Linked DNA regions of Cyprinus carpio: region 1 is linked to region 2. A link is a contact called in public Hi-C data. All regions are on one chromosome and are shown on one strand. The core of a region is the stretch at or near the end of the contact, and the rest is flanking DNA. Distances in the headings are between cores, read along the strand shown.

Region 1 (3,837 bases), core at 690-3,189, 37 kb after region 2:
GGCTGCTGTGTGTTTTCCTTCAGAGGGCACACTTAGAAGATGAATATGCGTTGAAGAGTTTTAAGGGCCATATTAGTAGATTTTTACATCTTAACAGTTCTGAATATGAGTAAATATTTCTTTAAACGCTGCCAAGCAGAAAAATGATTAATCAAAAACATAAGTGATTAAATTAAAAAAAGTTGTCTGACATTAAATGTAAAGATATTTAAATTCTTGTTAAAATGTTTGGTTAGCACACACATTAGATGAACTGAGAAATTCACCCTTGCAAATTGTCATCGGCAGTATTCTCAGAATGCAGGTCACTTAGGATATTAATGAATGATGTACTGCAGAAAAGTCTGAATGAAGTTTATTGATTAGTTTTTTTTTTCAGGGATAGTGTTTAATGTGTCTAATGGGGCCAATAAAGTCTAGGTAATCCCTCACTTCACAGCTTGTATAATGTGTATTCCTAAGAACACACCTGTATCCCACCTCAATAGCTACATTGTGAAACACTTTTGCAATACAACATGAACACAAATAGTATACTGTATCAAACAATTAACCCAACAACTGACCTTTAAGTCCATAATGATACCTAATATAAAGTGGGACCTGTGTACTGTCAGGATTTATTAAGTTTGAAAAGTGCCATAAGTGTCTTTACATTAGAGTATTCATTTTACAGTGTAAATGCAAATGTTAGTACTTTGCTGGTGTATTACTATTTTAAATGATAATTTTACATTATTAAAGAATTGTGTGTAATACAAAAACAGACAAGTGCCCCCCAAAACTATTTGGACACTTATACCACAAAATATATTAAGGTAATTCTATTAAATATACTAGTAAATATCAACCCAAATTGCATTTATTTTAAAGAAAGACAGTACTAGTTTATTGTGGTTACTCTGCTAACATATAAGTGAACTTGAGAAGTGATTTCATACATCCTCTAGAAATCACCCTGATATTAGTTGGATAAAAGCACTTGATTCAAATTGTTTATACCCATCAACACCAATGTAATCCTACAGGTGTGCTTAGTTTAATAGATTTGTTGGTTTATTTGCATATGCAATAACACAAATGAACAACTTGGATGGTAATACTTCATGGAGCACCTTGCTATATTACTGTTATAATTAATGACCTGAGCTCATCTCAGTGCATAAGGTTACCTGGATCTCTGCAGTTCCAGGGCAGAGTTGGCTATTTGCCCTCCATCTAGACCGCAGTAGTTCTGGCTGGACTGCCTGGAGTAGGACACAGGCAGGATTCCCTGAGTGTACGTCTGAAGTCTCCCTCTCGTAGCCGGTGGCACTGCTGAAAAGGGGGAGCTGAACACGGACTGGAGCACCTGAGAGCCGCACACATCCTCCTCCGCATCCGCTCCGCACGCTGGAGGAGGAGGAGCAGCAGCAGCGGCTGCGGCGGCCGCGTTGGGACCCGTGATCCCTGCCAGGAAACCAGCAGCTCGGGCACTGCTGAGAGCCTGGCTCGCTGCTGCGGCCAATGCCTGCTGGCCCACTGCAGAAACCAGGCTCTGTCTAGTCCTAGGGCTATCCTCATCCTCGGGCTGATTTTCCCCGTCATCCTCCACGGGTCGTCCGTCCAGAGAGATGTTGCTGAGGAATGAGAGTGCAGCTTGTCTCCGTGGATCTATTACGCGCTTCCGTGTGTGCTCCGGACTGGAGGGCTTCATCTGCAGCGCGCTCGCCATTACGCGTGGGATAGTGCGTGTTTGTCAACGGAGAGGGTTCATAGTGATTGTTTGGATGTGGGGTGAAATTGCTGGTCAAAGAGCCATGGCGTTGGCTTTTAAGTGCCTGCTGGGTTTTACTGTGAGTGTGTGTACAGAAAAACTGGGTCACGTGTGTGCAGTATTGTGGAAGCAGGAGCTTCAGTCTGGCCAATGGACAGTCGTGAGAAGGGGGCGGTGTTCCAAAACTTAGTGAGTCGCCTAACCAGACAGCAGAGAGTTGGTTTAGTTCTTTTAGCTGAACGACGGGTTCTGAGCACGCTTTCGCTGCTAAAAATGCTGTCTACAGTAGGCGGCTCGGTACGTTTTGAGACACAGCCTCTGTGTTTTTACCCTCTGCCTTCAGTTTCGCTCCGCCCTTCTGAGCTACTTGGACAGGACATTAAAAATTACGTAAAAGTAAACATTTTAGGTACGAACGGTACAAGGTAGCACGAGATATCGATGTCCTTTTAGATATCGTTATTGTGTCTTAAAATACAATTTAAATTCAAACATTTGAAAATAGACTTCTTAAGACTTTTAAACATTTAATATATAGGCTATGTATCGAATTTCACTTGGGTCAATAACGATGTACCCTGCTTAAGTACATCTTTATAAGTAATTCTATAGTATTATGTAATTGTGTTGTCGTTGAAATATGGTTAAATATGGTTGAGGATAGTGTAGAATGATGTAGAATGTTATCATAAATAATAATAAAAGTCAACAACAACGAAAGACTTTAATATAATTGAAATGTATGTCAGTTATGTAAATATATTTGAAATTATTGCAAATTTGTAATGATGAAGTTGCAATTTATTGATATTTACTTTAAGTGTAATATCAAAAACAGATAAAATGAAAATCAAATACATGTGCTTAGTATGTTAGACAATACATCAAAATAAGCGCACTTCATTAATGTATGACTAAAGATTATTAAAACAATGTTTTAAAATTGTAATTTTAAGCAAAACATTTACGTCAAAATGATTACAAAAGTGCACTTTTTAAAAGTGTTCTTAAGTATAGTCATGAAGTAGGCCTACACAAGTGCACATTAAATGTGTGGCTCAGTAACCATGCTCCTAAACATATCTTATATTTTAAGATGGATTGTCTGGCGGGATAGATTTACTGAACGTGACATGAGTTATAAAAACACTGTGTGAGTGTTAATGGATTCCTCTTCAACTCAAGTACCTAAGCTGAAATGACAAAACTCCACTTGATGGCACAATTTATGACAAGAACAACTAGATTTCCTAGTTGCACAAAAAGCCTGGCTATTTTTTATTTATTATTATTATTATTATTATTATTATTATTATTATTATTATTATTATTATTATTTTAAAGATTGTCTGTTTGATAGCAGTAATTTTCAAAGTCACACCGCCATCTAGTGCTTAATAAAGTTATATGCACATGCCTGGAAGTTATGTGGCGATTATGATTGCGAAGGATTTCTTTGAGATGTTCACTAGATGGTGCCAGAGTGTAGCCTAATAGATAGATTTCCGTGATGAAATGAATGAGGGAGGTGATATAAACCAGTGGTGAAATATTTGAGATCCAAGTTCATTTGCCGTTTGTAACAGATACTCCGGAATTCTTTCTCAATCAGATTCCTAGCACTCAGTAGGCGTTTATGAAGCAAATGAGGTGAAAAGAGTGATGCAAATTGGGAAGATTGCGGTTTTTATGTCATGTGCACAGCTGGTTACATGGTCGGATAGTTACTCCCATCTAAAACATAGTTTTATGAGCTCGAATAAACGGACTGCATGAAATATTTGTACTTTAAAAACAAATTTGTCATACTGCACAACAACGTAAGTGAAGGGCAAAAGCAGTTTTAAAATTGTGAAAAAAGAAAAAAACAACAACAACATATAAATCATAGCACCTAAAATATACACTTTTATTTTTACATGTAGCCTACTGTACATTAAACATAATAAACTCTGTGTAAAACAATTGTTTCTGTAAAAATTATTGTTCAACTATTTCTATATACTGTATATGTATGTATGTATGACAAATGATATCGCCATTTATATCATTTTCCACTGATTTGGCCAACTTAATGAAGG
Region 2 (3,827 bases), core at 7-2,506:
AATGTTATGTTAAAACACAAACATGATAATACTGATAAAAGAGTCATACTAGACATCCTACGGATCAAAAGCTATGGCAGTGTCTGACCTGAGCTGACTGCCTCCAAAGAGTTGTTGTCATACTAGCTGCCAATTCATGATTTATTAATATGTTTCTGTCTTGCCCCATGTGGTGGAGAGACAATGAAATATTGATTTCCTCTGGTTTAGGCTTGCAGTAAAGACAAGGTTCTAATTTTTTATGTAAGCATTTTAAATGTCCCTTTTGAGACCCCCACTAGCCAACAGCAGTAGTTAGGAAGTATGGTGTTTTGCTCTGTATAAAAAGTAACATCTCAACAAAATTAGTTCACATTACAAAAGTGCTAAGTTTTGTTCCAAAGGATGTAGAAGTCTTACTTCTGCCTCCCACTTTCTGACCATGGCAATTCTTGCAGTTTAAAGCCAGCTTATATTTATACATTGAAAAGCCACTAAAGGGACTGTCTGGTGTCACTCTGAACGTTGTTATTTGTATTGGTGGTTCATTAGGGGTTAAAGGGCAACACACAGTCATAAACTTCACATCTGCGTACGCTGATTATATAAATGTTCCACTTGCACAGGCAATGTTCACCAATCACACCCATCATCTTAAGAAATGCAATAACCCAACTTGTAATATGGCACCACAATTTGCAAACTTATAATACTGAATATTTGTAATATTTTAATATTTATATTTTTATATTTTAATTGTGCTGCAAGGGCCCTATAGTTCGAAACAAAGTCCAATAAAAAAAAAAACTGATTCATTCTTTAATAAATAAATAAATAAATAATAAAGTATGAAAACTGCAAATATCAAAATAAAAATATAGTAGCTATATAAAAGGCAGCATTATTATCAGCATTATTATCCATAATTATTAGGTTAAAAACCAGGCATTATTTATTTGTATTTCCTTCTATTTTTCCTATTCTATTTTTATATCTATTTTTAACCATTAATTCAAATCCAAATGGCAAACATATTCGTCTACCTTTTCCGTCTTCTAAATAAAATGGACTAGAACTCGGGATCTGTAATGTGGAGCCCAAAAGATTTCAAAGCACCATTAATAAATAAGCGTCTGGAATTCAGTGTCTTCTTTTTCCGTCATTGGCTCACAGTTACTGGGGTCATTTGACAGGAGAACAGGCCACAGGTGGAGTGAAAGGAACCGGATAGCCAATAAGATAGCCATCTCAAGTCCAGGAGGCCAGGATCAGATTCGTCGGCCCATCTCCAGCACTTTCCCGGGAAGCGTGTATGTGTCGTTTCATTCAGAGCCACCTCTGGCCAAACTTCACAAGGCCACATTCAGTTAGGCCTATTGAAAATGCTTTCAAACACTTCCTTGTTTACAAACTGCCTTATGAGCACATGGAGCGGAACCAAGAGGGTAAAACTGAGTCACTGCAGCCAGAGGAAGGAGATGAATTGCCACCTCAGCCAAAATTCCGAGCATTTGAAAAGGAAGCGAATGGACGCATGCATACTTTGATGAATTACACATATTTCTCCACAATGAGGGTGACCAACACGTGTCCAGGAAAGATACAGGAATTTCAAATCAGGAAAGGGCTTTTATTGTTGGCTGAAGGGGGAATTAGTTGGTGAATGGGGAGGGCTAAGCTACATACGCCGTGTCCGCAGTTAGGCCCATGTGTTTGTTTTTATCGCTGCATGAGACTGGTGTGACCGGGGCCTTGTTTACCTTGGAGCTGTGTCAGAATTCATTCTCTGCTAGAAACCCTTTTTCTCGATTGCATCAGAGCTATGGGAACAACATTTCCAGAGCCCATCTGATGCTTTGGCTGCTGCTCTGAAGTTCTTTTTACAAAATATTAGTGACTTGATATTTATACCCATTTGACTAAGAACTGTGTTTTGCTTCAAATTCTGACAGATACACACATGCACACGTGTATATATACACCCACTGGCCACTTTATTAGGTACACCTTGCTAGTACCTGGTTGGACCCCCTTTTGCCTTCAGAACTGTCTTAATTCTTTGTGGCATAGATTCAACAAGGTGTTGGTTCACTTTTTTGGTGATTTTGTTAATTTTTGAAATGATAGTATTGCTCTTTTGCTGTTGGTTTGTAGGGTGTTTATACATGATGCAAATCTCCTGTTCCACTACATCCCAAAGCTGCTCTATTGGACTGAGATCTGGTGACTGTGGAGGCCATTTGAGTAAAGTGAACTCATTGTCATGTTCAAGAAACCAGTCTGAGATGATTTGAGCTTTGTGACATGGTGCATTATCCTGCTGGAAGTAGCCATCAGAAGATGGGGACACTGTAGTCATAAAGGGATGGACATGGTCAACAACAATACTCAGGTAGCCTGAGGCGTTTAAACGATGCTCAATTGGTACTAAGGCAGGATGGATCCATGCTTTCATGTTCTTTACGCCAAATTCTGACCCTACCATCTGAATGTCACAGCAGAAATGAAGACTCATCAGACCAGGCAACGTTTTTCCAATCTAATCTTCTATTGTTCAATTTTGGTGAGCCTGTGAGAATTGTAGCCTCCGTTTCCAGTTCTTAGCTGACAGGAGCGGCACCCGGTGTGGTCTTCTGCTGCTGTAGCCCATCTACTTCAGGGTTTGATGTGTTGTGCATTCAGAGATGGTATTCTGAATACCTTGGTTGTAACGAGTGGTTATTTGAGTTACTGTTGCCTTTCTATCATCTCTAACCAGTCTGCCCATTCTCCTCTGACCTCTGACATCAACAAGGCATTTCGTCCACACAACTGCCTCTCACTGGATATTTTCTCTTTTTTGGACCATTCTCTGTAAACCCTAGAGATGGTTGTGCTGAAAATCCCAGTAGATCAGCAGTTTTTGAAATATTCAGACCAGCCTGTCTGGCACCAACAACCATTCCACGTTCAAAGTAACTTAAATCCCCTTTCTTTCCATTCTGATGCATTCTATCTCCTTCTTCTCTTCTTGTCGTTTTCTTCCTTTGTCTTTCTTTTTATGATGGTTTGAACTTCAGCAAGTCGTCTTCACCACATCTAGATGCCTAAATGCATTGAGTTGCTGCCATGTGATTGGCTGATTAGCAATTTGTGTTCCCAAGCAATTGAATAGGTGTACCTAATAAAGTGGCCAATGAATGTATATACAGGTTCATCTCAATAAATTAGAATGTTGTGGAAAAGTTCATTTCAGTAATTCAACTCAAATTGTGAAAGTTGTGTATTAAATAAATTCAATGCACACAGACTGAAGTAGTTTGTCTTTGTTTTTTTTATTGTGATGATTTTGGCTCACATTTAACAAAAACCCACCAATTCACTATCTCAGCAAATTAGAATACTTCATAAGACCAATAATAAAAAAAAAAAAAACATTTTTTTGTGAATTGTTGGCCTTCTGGAAAATATTTTCATTTACTGTACATATACTCAGTACTTGGTAGGGGCTCATTTTGCTTTAATTACTGCCTCAATTCGGCACGGCATGGAGGTGATCAGTTTGTGGCACTGCTGAGGTGGTATGGAAGCCCAGGTTTGTTTGGCAGTGGCCTTCAGCTCATCTGCATTTTTTGGTCTCTTGTTTTTCATTTTCCTCTTGACAATACCCCATAGATTCTCTATGGGGTTCAGGTCTGGTGAGTTTGCTGGCCAGTCAAGCACACCAACACCATGGTCATTTAACAAACTTTTGGTGCTTTTGGTAGTGTGGGCAGGTGCCAAATCCTGCTGGAAAATGAAATCAGCATCTTCAAAAAGCTGGTCAACAGAAGGAAGCATGAAGTGCTCCAAAATTTCTAGGTAAATGG

What was found. Hi-C and Micro-C count contacts between places; a contact is called where the count stands out from the background.
Region 1: a Hi-C map of liver shows a contact between it and region 2, with 5 times the contacts expected there. The contact joins the promoter of LOC109073999 here to the enhancer-like site in region 2. A contact is called at or near these places in 3 of 8 Hi-C or Micro-C datasets (liver and skeletal muscle).

The regions. Positions count from the first base shown.
Region 1 is chrA2:7,819,790-7,823,626 of ASM1834038v1, forward strand. It overlaps LOC109073999 (CDK5 and ABL1 enzyme substrate 1-like), which reads right to left and starts at 1,940. Exons shown (of 8, transcript XM_042771193.1): 1 at 1,173-1,940. The coding sequence starts at 1,714.
Region 2 is chrA2:7,783,520-7,787,346 of ASM1834038v1, forward strand. No RefSeq gene overlaps it. Among protein-coding and RNA genes, the nearest start is that of LOC109073999, 36 kb to the right of the region's middle. Within about 2 kb of position 1,257, at least 1 of the 8 cell types and tissues checked has an H3K27ac peak or open chromatin away from gene starts, as enhancers often do. A contact at or near this core is called in liver, where this site is marked.